Linked DNA regions of Mus musculus: region 1 is linked to region 2. A link is a contact called in public Hi-C data. All regions are on one chromosome and are shown on one strand. Each heading gives the region's core, a stretch centred on a gene start, on an enhancer-like site or on the middle of the called end of the contact. The rest is flanking DNA. Distances are from core to core; before and after follow the strand shown. Region 1 overlaps Fhit (fragile histidine triad gene). Region 2 has its middle 56 kb from the start of Gm41097.

The links. A called contact is a pair of places that touch in the nucleus more often than the background predicts.
Region 1: a Hi-C map of the N1E-115 cell line shows a contact between it and region 2, with 8 times the contacts expected there. The contact joins two enhancer-like sites. A contact is called at or near these places in 3 of 484 Hi-C or Micro-C datasets (3T3-L1-derived adipocytes, the N1E-115 cell line and peritoneal macrophages).

What each region holds. Positions count from the first base shown.
Region 1 is chr14:9,839,507-9,845,229 of GRCm38.p6, reverse strand. The region is part of intron 4 of Fhit (fragile histidine triad gene); the gene reads left to right. Among named protein-coding and RNA genes, the nearest start is that of Gm41096, 310 kb to the right of the region's middle. Within about 2 kb of position 3,504, at least 3 of the 459 cell types and tissues checked have an H3K27ac peak or open chromatin away from gene starts, as enhancers often do. A contact at or near this core is called in the N1E-115 cell line, where this site is marked.
Region 2 is chr14:9,389,248-9,395,065 of GRCm38.p6, reverse strand. No RefSeq gene overlaps it. Among named protein-coding and RNA genes, the nearest start is that of Gm41097, 56 kb to the left of the region's middle. Within about 2 kb of position 1,440, at least 25 of the 459 cell types and tissues checked have an H3K27ac peak or open chromatin away from gene starts, as enhancers often do. A contact at or near this core is called in the N1E-115 cell line, where this site is marked.

The sequences.
Region 1 (5,723 bases), core at 2,255-4,754, 450 kb before region 2:
GGACAGGCAGTCTCTCTGAGACTCATGGGTCAGCAAGCTTAGCCTATGTGAGGATTCTAGGCTAGTAAGAGACCCTGTGACAAGAAATAAAAGTGAATTGTATTTGACAATACCACCCACAAGACTCTGAGACTTTTCTGTAGCCTCATGCAAATGTAAACACTCACATGACACACAGGAACACTCAGACATACACATACACATGTACAAAATAACAATAGCCATTAAAGCATTGATTCTCACCATCTTATATTTCAAGCCTAGACAATTTTGTTTTAAATTATCTAACCCTGTGTAATCAGCTCCTTCCAACATTATATTTTTAAGCTTGCCATATCTAACAATGGGCTCGCAGAACTCTGGGACCAGCTAAAATAAGTTAACTGTGCCCAGTTAGTCAAGTGAAAAATGCTCAATAGTTTTATTTAAATGCAAGAGGCCAGGTTAGTCTCAGTAGACAAGCTCTTTGTTACCATGAATCTTCTATGATTGTTCAGTGCTCAATGAGAGCCCAGAAAATAATGTGTGCTATGGTAGAAACTGGGCACTCAGCTGAAATAAGTCCAGATGTTATGAGATTTTATCTCAAGAGTTACTAATAGCTAAAAATAATAAAATAGAAGACAAGATTGCCTAGAGCTACCTCTCTAAGTTTTAAAACTATATATTGCTTAGAAATTGCCTCTGGGTGGAGACAGTAGACGGGACTCACAGAGGGAGGTGAGGGCTCTTCAGGTGACCTAAATCTGTAGCAGTTCATTTCCAAATCAGTAATGTATCTCCAGTTGCTGATCATAATACTCCAGTTTTTAAATATCCATATTTTATGGTTTATTAATATAAAAGAAAAATGTATAGTTATCTTAGTAATTTTTGTTTCACATGGGGCCCATCGGAAGCCTATTTCACCAAGCTATGTGTATTATAATTTATTGCATTTGAGTTATTATCTATAGCATGCAAATGCTCTTCATACCCTGAATCCAAATCTCTGATGACAGGAATCATGGCAGAGTTCTTCAGTGCCACAGTTAGATGTTGTCCAGATTTATAATCTGCGCTCTCATTTATTTTTATAAATACACTTTTGAATCTGGCCCTAAATGACCTGACTTGACTCTTAACCCTGTATTCATCTTGGATTATTCAGTTCCTTCCAGAGGTCCCTCTTTATCTTTTATACCAGAACCATTAATAAAGTAATCCCCAAGACTCAAAAAGCTGCTGGTAAAGGTAAGGATTTGAGGACTGAGCCTGGTGCAAGAGGGAATATGGATAATGAATTATAGCCCTGTCAAGCTGTTGAGCCACAGATATGTAGAAACCAAGGGATGTCCTCCCTAATGACTAAAAGCATATGAGGTTTTTGAGACTCTGATGAGCCTCACACCAAATACAGTGAAATATCCACACCCCACCTCCTTGTGAATCATGTCAGTTCTGGGAAAGGGTGTTTTTGAAATTTAACCCTATGCCAATATAATATTTCAACTTTAGAGGGAAAAGACAAACAGTGATTTGAAATCTTGTGTTCCATCAATATAGAAATAATGTACTTGGTTCCCAATACAGAAGTTGCCATTTCTTTGGTCTGATGTATTTTCTTGCAATAGGATTTTCTCCCTCCTAATGTTATAGAAAAGGCAAACATGGGGTTCTTTAAGAAGTTGACCTTGCCTTAAATGGCTAAGGAAAATAAACAACATTGAGTAAACAACCAAATACTCTTTTACTTCATAATAAAATCCATTTATCCTAATGTTCACATTCAGATCTCTCACTCTGGGTTTATATATCTGTTCCATGGAAAAGAAATGGCTTCTAATGCTATCTATCCTACTGCTCTGAAAAAATGGCCCAAGAGGGGCTTTTATTTGTGTTTCAAATCATCTGTTGGTTGTAAATGGTATAAATTCCAAAATGCAATCATTTTCTAGCATTACAATTTTGATGTTACTGTTCAGTCATGAAAAGCATAGATGTGATTCTAAACTCAGATCCACCATCAACTGGCCATAGACGAATCTTATTCTTAAAGAAGACACTCAAAGCACAGGCCTTTAGAGAATTCTGGGAGGCCTAGTGACCTTGGAAATCAGATATTTTCTTTTATAGTACAATCTCCCTCTTCCAACAAATGTGTGTGCACATCTGTGTGTGTGTGTACACACACACATACACACATATAGATACACAGAGACAGAGAAAGAGAGGGAGAAACATTTTGTAATCCAGGGTACAGTGAGGGGACTGTTTCCAGTTCTGCACAGCTCTCATTTGGAATTGATGCTGACAATTGCCTCAGCATCCGAGTTACCCCATTCCTGCCTCGAAGGGAAAGAAACATTTTGCCTCTCCTGTCCACCTCCTTGGCATTCACCCTTTAAGCCCAGCCTTGGAAGTAAATGGCCCAGTCGTGGAATGCTGAGAAGCTGTAGAAGGACTGTAGTTCATACTGAGTTCCTTTCCCAGTAAGTATCTATGGAGACCCTACTTTATAACAGTCATTGCTAGTCTCTGGGCTAGAGTGCAAGGAAGGTCAGCCAAGAAATACTCTTAGTTTCACATCTGTTCCTCCAACGACCAAGTGAACAAAGAAATCACTGCAGATGTAACAAGGTGTTATGAAATGGAATAACACATAGGGAAAAAAGTAGGAGCCTTGAGGATGCTTGATTTGCAGAGACAGGAAGGGCCTCTTAAAGAAAGGACCTATAGTAGAAAATTATAGATTGGATAATGACAGAACCCAAACCTGAGTGTTGAAGAACATTCTGGACTAAGAAAATAGCAGTCAGAGCGAAGTTATCACATTTTAGAAGATGAACACAAGGTATCAAGAAGCCTTGTGCATTGTTGGAAGTAAGGAATTTTAATTCTCTTCAAAGTGTATTATTTGATGGTTCAGATACTATGAGGACAAAAGATATTTGCAAGGCACCTACTATAGATCATCTTATCTAGATTCACATTTAAATATCTAAGTGTAGTATTCTAGAATTTGAATAATTATTATCCTGTGTTTATTATGGACTTGATGGTTTTCACTAGCATTTTTCCCTATGCATATTCTATGGTTAGCATACAAGGAGTTAAAAATTGGTTGAATTTTTTTTTCTTTTGTTTTAGTGCCAGGTGCACTTTCACTTTATATAATCCAAAAGTTAGCAAAGTTCTTTTGTTAAAGGCCAGATAGTAAACTTTTTAGACTCTGAGTGCCAGATGCAGTCTGTTACAAAAATACAGTTTTGCTTTTGTAACACAAAAGCCATCACAGAATATATGAAAATACATTTTCACAACGGACCTGGATGTGTTAGAATAAAATGTTATTTATAAAAGGATTAGCTGTCTAAATTTGTACGCATAATTTATAGGCTTACCAGGTTTGAGAGACCATCTTCTGGTCATCACAGAGACTTCTAGGCATTAGGTATAGGAGTGGATATTCTCATCATGACTGTCAAGAAAAGAGCTGATTCAGAGAGCAGCTGGCAGTCATCCTACAGTGAGTGGAATGGCGGAAATAGACTAAAGCTCCAGTCTTGGTGACATTATCTCATCCTTAGCCAGTCCTGAGGCCTTTCCTAAACATAAGCATTTTCAGTTAGGTGATCTCACCAAGTTCTCTGCTGTTAAAGCTAGGCAGAGTTGACTCTTACCCGTATCAAGAGAAGACATGCTCAACTAGACCATCTGCTCTAAAATAATCAATTATTGTTAGTTCTTAACATGCTTAACTGGCAGTTTGCGTAAACAATTTCTAAAGTGCTTGTGCATCTCTATAGTGCTCATCAGATGCCAAGGGGGATCTTTGAGCAGAAGTCTGCAAATCAATGGCCCTAGAAGAACTTAACTTGCAATGGGTTCCCTCTGGTGCATGACCACACGGTAATTCCATTAACTTTAATGATGGTTCGCCTGCACAAAATGGACTCTGTTAGTCTATTCTCCTCTCTGTTTTGGGCATTAAATCTTCTCCTCCAGCTAACTCTTCAGGGTGAAGTATGGACAGCTATGCCATTTATTTCTTGGCCTTTATTAATATATGCAGGCCTCTCCCTCTCTGGGAGGCAGCCCTAAATGAGTGCATTAAAAATGAATTTCCTATGCCATTTGTCGATGCTGAGAAAACCCCAGAGTCAGGCACATCAGTGGATTATTATGGATTGTTGCAAGATACAATAAAACCATAAATATTACTCAAAACAATTACTGTGGTCACATTAGCAAATTATCAAATCCATAATTTTCTCTGGAGGCTGGCCTTGGAGAGTTAAATAAAGTAGCAGGGGGAGGAAAGTTGTATTTTAGGAATGAGAGAAAGAGAGCTAGGAGAGAGAAATTTATGATTTAATTTGCTGGGTGATCTAAATGAGAATAACTATTGAATTTCTAAAAAGTGAACTTTGATTAGTTTCAGGTGTCAGAAAAGAACAGAAAATAATGGATCAGCTTATGGTTTTTGGAGAGTCTTTGGGCGGGGGGTGGGGGGGCAAGAAGATATTCATTGTGAAGAATAAGGCATAACTTGACCTTTGACCCATTTCCTTCTGTGTTCTTATTGTCTGTGTTCAGATAATTGGATTATCCTGAGACTAGCTGGCGCTTCCCTAGACTTGGACTTTACTTTCTGCACCAAGTGTCAATTTACCCCCATTCAGAAATAAATCAATTGAAAATGAAATTACCCACAGCACTCGTTTTTCACCATCTAGTAAATGAGTCTCTAAAGAACAGGAGGGCCTCCCATCTTGGCTCAAGCTTAATGAAGTCCTTCTTTTTGGCAGAGCTGGTACAGAACTATTGTCTCTGCCTTAGTCATGCTTCTTCTCTTTACTGGATTATGAGGCAATATCTGTTTGGTGGAACTTATAGTAGCATGTTCCTAGAGGCTTATGAATATTTTCTGAAGATATAACTGGAGGCCCAGCTCCTTACGTATGGCAGCCTAGAGTAAAGCTACCTATTGCTCTGTCTTCCCAGTTAGCAATTATGGAAGTTCACCAGCAGTTCTGGCCCCAACTGCCCTCTGATGACAGACACAGCCACACCAGTGGCTAGGGTTTCAGGAATGGATCTGCTCTTCAATCATCACACTTCAGGAAGACAGCAAAGCAATTTACACAAAGATGAAGGAGATCTCCTAATGAACCATATGGAAGATTTTAAAGTTGAATACATTATGAACAACAGAAATGGTTTTAAAGTAGCCATCACAGAAGAACCATGTTCTGTCAAGTCTCCAGAGCCTTGTAAAGAGAGGGAATGGCAGACGAATTCAGTAGATGAATGGGAATTTTAATTGCAACCTAATTGATTTTACTCAGTATGCTCATTAGGTGAAAGGAGACTCCAAGTCATTTCCCATGGTCATTGCATTAATAGATGTGAGATGTGTGTGATCTGTAGCATTGCTTTCTCCCTGTAAACAGCATAAGCAACACAAGCAGAGCTTTACAAGGTTGGGCAGTGATGAAATTTGTTTCTTTGTATTTTAGCTCTTGTATTAACTCGTCTTCTATATGCTTCGTAGTCTTAGCTTTAATGCATCCAGTGTACCAACCTATGTCCAATTTTATCACCAATTTTTCTGACCACCTGTCTTATTCCATGATAAAATAATCTTAGTTAGAAAAGTTATTCCCCCCCAAACAAAATCCCCTGTTCTTCTACGGTAACTCCCCAATATCTCTACAAAGACAAATTTCCAATTACATTGA
Region 2 (5,818 bases), core at 191-2,690:
ATATTAAGTCTGTTAGTAGCATCAATCTGGAGACTAACCAACTGGGACTGTTCAGTGGCAGCGTGGGCATAAGCTCAGAGGCAAAACCCATTTAAAGGCAGAGAGACAGAGAACAGACCACCCAGAAAATGCCCTACCAGGCGAAAATCTCAGGCTAAAGAAGATGCCACCATGAAACCAAGAAATACACAGAGGCAAATTCAGTCAGGCAACCATGACAGGAAAGACAGGAGGCCACTAATAGGAAAGTGGCAGATATGAGTGCTGGAATTAGCAAGTGACATTACTAAGCCTCACTGGGCCTCATTTCTCTTACCAGTGACATGACTGTTAGGCAGTTCCTACCCACCAACACTGCTGTGGATTTTAAGTAACCAAATCTGGTTTTCCATTTGTGTGTGTGTGTGTGTGTGTGTGTGTGTGTGTGTGTGTGTGTGTGTGTGGTGGGGGTTGGCCTGAGGACTGAGGTAGATACTCTCTACCATACCTTGAGGCAGCATCTCTCAGTCAGACCCAGAGCTTTCCTATATGGTTGGTCTCCTTAGCCAGCTTGTGCTGGGAAACCCTGCCTTCCAGGCAGATTGCCATACTCAACTGGCATCTGCATAGGTTCTGGGGATCTGAACCTGCATCTTCACACTTGCAGAGCAAGGGCTTTGACTACAGAGCCATCCCCATGGCGCCCTGTTGTGGGATTTTAAAGCTTCTTTCATCATAGCACCCAATGCAGAGTAAGTGCTGCCAGCGTTGTAGCTGCCATTGTTGGTAATTTAGTGTACAATCTGTCTTGTGTTAAGTTTAGCTAACCAGGGCATGGGAAAATAGCAGAATTAACAGTTAAATGGGATGGCAACCATGCTTTTACTTAAGATAACGACCTTTTCATTAAACTAACTCTTAGTAGCTCTTGCCCTGACACACTAAGCATGTGCGTGCTGATTTAGCCTCAGGGTTTGGCTATACAATCAGTGTGTATTCTGGCATCTAGTTTGTGTTGTGGGGCTAAAGCATGATAGTGCCTGTAAAACTCTATTGTTTCTCATTATCAATATCATTAAAACACTAGTAATACAATACAACAGTAGAGAGTCGAATAATTCAATTTAAAGTCTGCCAGTCAAACACAGAGGGAGGACTCAGCTGAAGCCCTTTTCCAAAAGGAAGTTAAAATCAATTTTGATCTTTTTCTTTTTTGGGGGGAGGGCTGAGATAATAAGATAAAAGTTTTGTAAATCACAACACATATTTCATCTAGTGTCTACAAAAGCAAAGGTTTTAAAGATCTTTCAACTTGTCGTCTCTAAGATATTTTGACCTCTACTTTTTATATTACCAGCAAAATAGGCAATTTGTCTTTCAGATTTAAAGCAAGACACTGTCTGGAACGCAGGGGAAACTGCACCATCTGCTGGCCGGAGTGGAGAACTGCTGGGAAGAGGACACTTTCTGCTGAGGAGGTAGAGTTTCTAGCTATGGGCTTGCAAATGGAAAACCCAGACACAGTTGGAGTCTCTGAAAGGTCACAGCTTGAATCACACTGCCATGCTGCTTCTCCTGTGACAACTGGCTCTTGCTTGTCTCTAGGAACACCATCAGCCTTTTCAACTCAAGAAGCAGGAAGTCATCCAGTGAGAGCCAGCTGGGTGTTCTGATAACTGGTTTCCTTGCTTTGTCCTTTGGCCTGGCTGGGAGTGCATCAGAGCCTGTGTTCCAAGGCCTGTGCAGTTTCAGACCAGCACAGGGCTCCAGAGTTCCTCTGCCTCTCCCTTCTTTTCCGTAGGGTTTCAGGCCTGTGGGATTGCAGCCTATAGAGGAAGCCAAGGAATCATGCCATTGGAGCTGAGTGAACAAGACACCTGCTGCCTGTTCTGTTTTGGGGTTCCACCTCTCCAAGGCACAGAGCAACTCAGGTGGCCTCATTTTAAACAATTTTCAAACTCAGAAGGCTTTACATACAGTAGAAAGTTCTGGACACAGGGCAAGCTGTGCCTTTGAGACTGCTTCTGAGCCCTATGTAGATTCTGGATATACTGGCTAGTTTTATGTGTCAACTTGCCCCAAGCAAGAGTCCTGAGAGAGGATGGAGCCTCAGTTGAGAAAATGTCATCATGAGATCCAGCTGTAAGGCGTTTTCTCAATTATTTATCAGTGGGGGAGGGGCCAGCTCATGGTAGACGGTGCCATCCCTGCAGTGATGCTTCTGCGTTTTGTAAGAAAGGGGGCTGGATAAGTCATGGGAAGCAATCCAGTAAGCAGCATCTCCCCATGGCCTTTGCATCAGCTCCTGTCTTAGGTTCCTGTCCTGATTGGGTTCCTGCATTGACGTCCCTCAGTGATGAACAGCAACATGGACGTGTAAGCCAATCTTCCTCAACTTGCTCTTTCGTTATGATGTTTCATCGTAGCAATAAAATCCCTACGACTCTGGCCAATGTGCTAACTACTGTCACATGTGCGTTTGTATATTAATAATTCATGTAATTCTCTAAACAACCTCATGAGGATGATTCCAGTGAAATTGTCATTTTAAAGACAAGGAAACTGAGGCAGGCCATGTTCTTTTCAACGATTCAAAGAGAAAGACCACCGACTCAAATCATCATGGCCAGATTATTTAAAACAAACAATTAAAGCAAGCTTTTATTATTATAATTATGATTCTTATTTATGTACATAAGCTGGGCTGTCTCCCTCTTAAGGCAGGGCTCAAGAGATCAACACTGTATGTGAGGAAGGTAAGATGTTTTTAGCTCTGAGGGGTAGGGGATTTCCAAATAGGGGATTTGGCAGGCAAAATTGGCAGGGTTACAGAAGCAGAATAGAAGCATAACAAGTTGGCCATAACATACTCCTAAAACAAAAGCATGATTTCAAGTTGGTCATAATAAGGGGGTCATAACAAGGTAGGCGTCACAGCAGATGGTCATAATAACCTTCTGAAACAGAGGCACGGTTGCTGTTTCCTGGAACAGATAGTCCAGAACCATTTTTAGTTAAGGTTATAGGTGGGGCATAGCCCAATCCTCGAGAAATAGCATTTTATTGGCATTTCATTTAACGGCTTCAGGGATCTCAAAAGCAAGTATATCGAGCTTCTGGGGCTAAAGCAAGCTTGCCGGGAGCCCTGACGTGGCATGCAGGAAGAGAGCCTAAAGGAGCTCCTCCAACTGCACCATTAGGCAGTGGCAGACTCAGAAGGCTAAAGGTGCCCTTCAAGGATAGTCAGTTGGTGGAGTGCCTGCCTACTGTGTTGAAGCGCTAGGTTTAATCCACAGCATTGCATAAACCTAGCTATGGAGGCTCATGTCTTTGATCCCAGCAAATAACAGTAGAGGCAGGATCACCCTCAGCTAAGTTCCAAGCTAGCCCGCACCACACAAACCATCTCTCAAAAACAAATATGTTCTAATATTTTTTTTTAATAAAGTAGGGGGAAAACAAAGGCCTCCTATTGGCTGAAGTCACCCTGAAGCTTTTCTTGAGTTTTGCAGATAGCAAGTCTGAAATGAGTCCCCGACTTACAGGATACTAAGTCAACTGGCAGACTGTGCTTCTCAGACTCGTCTGACTAGGCATTACAACTGTAGAACAAAAAGAGAAACACAAGCTGAAGTGCAATTTCAAATGACGGCCTTTCTGGGATTATGGGTGGCCAGGAGCTGAGCTCTGGGTCTCCCAGTGGCTGCAGTTCCCAGCTGCTTCTCAGAGTTGCTGTGGGCTGTGGCGACAGTGCACATTTCTGCCTCTGCTGACACAAGACACTTTAGACTAGCTTTGCTTCAGACATTTCTCCCCCATCTACTGGGTATTAACACAGAATTGACTATTAACTCATCACTAGAAGCAAAGAAACACCCTGCCTGTTTGGAGGAGTCACCCTCCAGAGGTGAACATATGTTGAAACTGTATTCTGCCATAAGATATATGTCAGAGTATTCTTATCTTCACCCCTCCCAAAATAAAGCAACTAAGTTACCCTTTACTTTTCATTCTAACATTCAGGCTACCTTAACATGTTTCTTAGCCTACCAATTTAAAAATGCATATTTATTTTACTTTAATAATCATGTGTATTCATGTGTGTTGAGTCAGGGGTGGGAGTGGGTGGGTGATTATGTGTCTTCATGAAGCGTCTCCAGAAGCCAGAGGTAGCAGATCCCTCGGAGCGGGAGTTACGCATGGTTGTGAGCCACCTTCCATGGGTGCTGAGAACTGACCTGGAGTCCTCAGAAGGGCAGCACAGTCTTCTCTGGGACATTGTCTAAAACATTACTGGTCTCTACTGCGTATATCATCAAAATCCATAAAACTCAAAGGATTCCTCTGACAGCCAAGCATTGATGAGTTGCTCAAGCCTCACAATCATTTTGACTCAATTATTTGTGTAGTAATTCATCCATAGCACTACCATGGACCTACTAGTGACCTCCCAATGCCAGGCAACTTATAAGAGTTGCTACTTTAGACAAGATCCTGCTTCTCAGGAGTTGACAATGGAAAAGATTGAGAGTCACAAATCTTATCTATAAAGATCCCATCTGCTACCTTAAACTTCCACCATCTGTATTAGTCAGTACATTTAAAATTCCCTACCTACCTACTAAGAAAGGCAATTCCATATCTTAGCCACTGTGAGAAGAACTACATTAAACATGAGAGTGCTGGTTTGTTGTTTTTTTCTTTTTTTTTTTTTTCTATGTAGGTTTCATTTCCTTTATCTATTAATAGCAGGTTCAGAAGGAATGTGGCCCTGCTGACACACTGATTTTCAGACTTGAGATCTTGAGAATGGTGAGATGGTAAATTGATCTATTTTGAAACTGGTGAAGTGCAGAGATTTGCTTGCTATGGTAGGGACAACAGACCGAGATGGCTGGGCCAACGCACAACTCAACAGAAAAGCAAAGCCCGAGTTCGAGTTGAAAGTAGGACCCAAAGAACTTGGGGGTGATAGGAAATGGGAAAGTGAGGGCGGTGACCATGTGGAGGTGACCATGTGGAGGTGACCATGTGGAGGTGACCATGTGGAGGTGACCATGTGGAGGTGAGCATGTGGAGGTGAGCATGTGGAGGTGACCATGTGGAGGTGACCATGTGGAGGTGAGCATGTGGAGGTGAGCATGTGGAGGTGAGCATGTGGAGGTGAGCATGTGGAGGTGAGCATGTGGAGGTGAGCATGTGGAGGTGACCATGTGGAGGTGACCATGTGGAGGTGACCATGTGGAGGTGACCATGTGGAGGTGACCATGTGGAGGTGACCATGTGGAGGTGAGCGCGCTTACAGAGCCATTGGCATTGGGGCCTTTGGCAGGACAGCAGGGGATTCAACTAATGAAAAAGACCAGGGACAAGAAGGACAGATCCTTTAAGGTCAGGCCCTTGCCTGCTGTGCTGTGTTACTATTTTCATGCTGAGAATGACAGAAAAGTCAGTTGGGAACAAAAGGAAGGAAAAAGTCAGCCTCACAGAGCTAGAAACTTCTGCAGGAGACAGACCTCGGGACATTCAGGAAGGCTGAGCAGCGGTAGGATGGGAGCCTGGTGGATGGATATTTCACACATGGCCGAGGCACGGGAAGGGTACTTGACGATGTGAATCTGCTTTAGGAAAGAGGAAGTCTGCTAGACCCAACTAAAAGAACACAGAAATGAGTATTACAAACACAGGGAGCTATCTGGGGACAGTTCGGTCACATGGGTGCCAAGAGCAAGGTCTTAAGTCTCCACCTGCTGTGGGCATAAGCTCTGCACTTGTCTGGGCAAGCCAGGCTGCAGCAGGGGTTGCCCTTCAGAGGAATGCATAAGCTTTGGGGACTTCC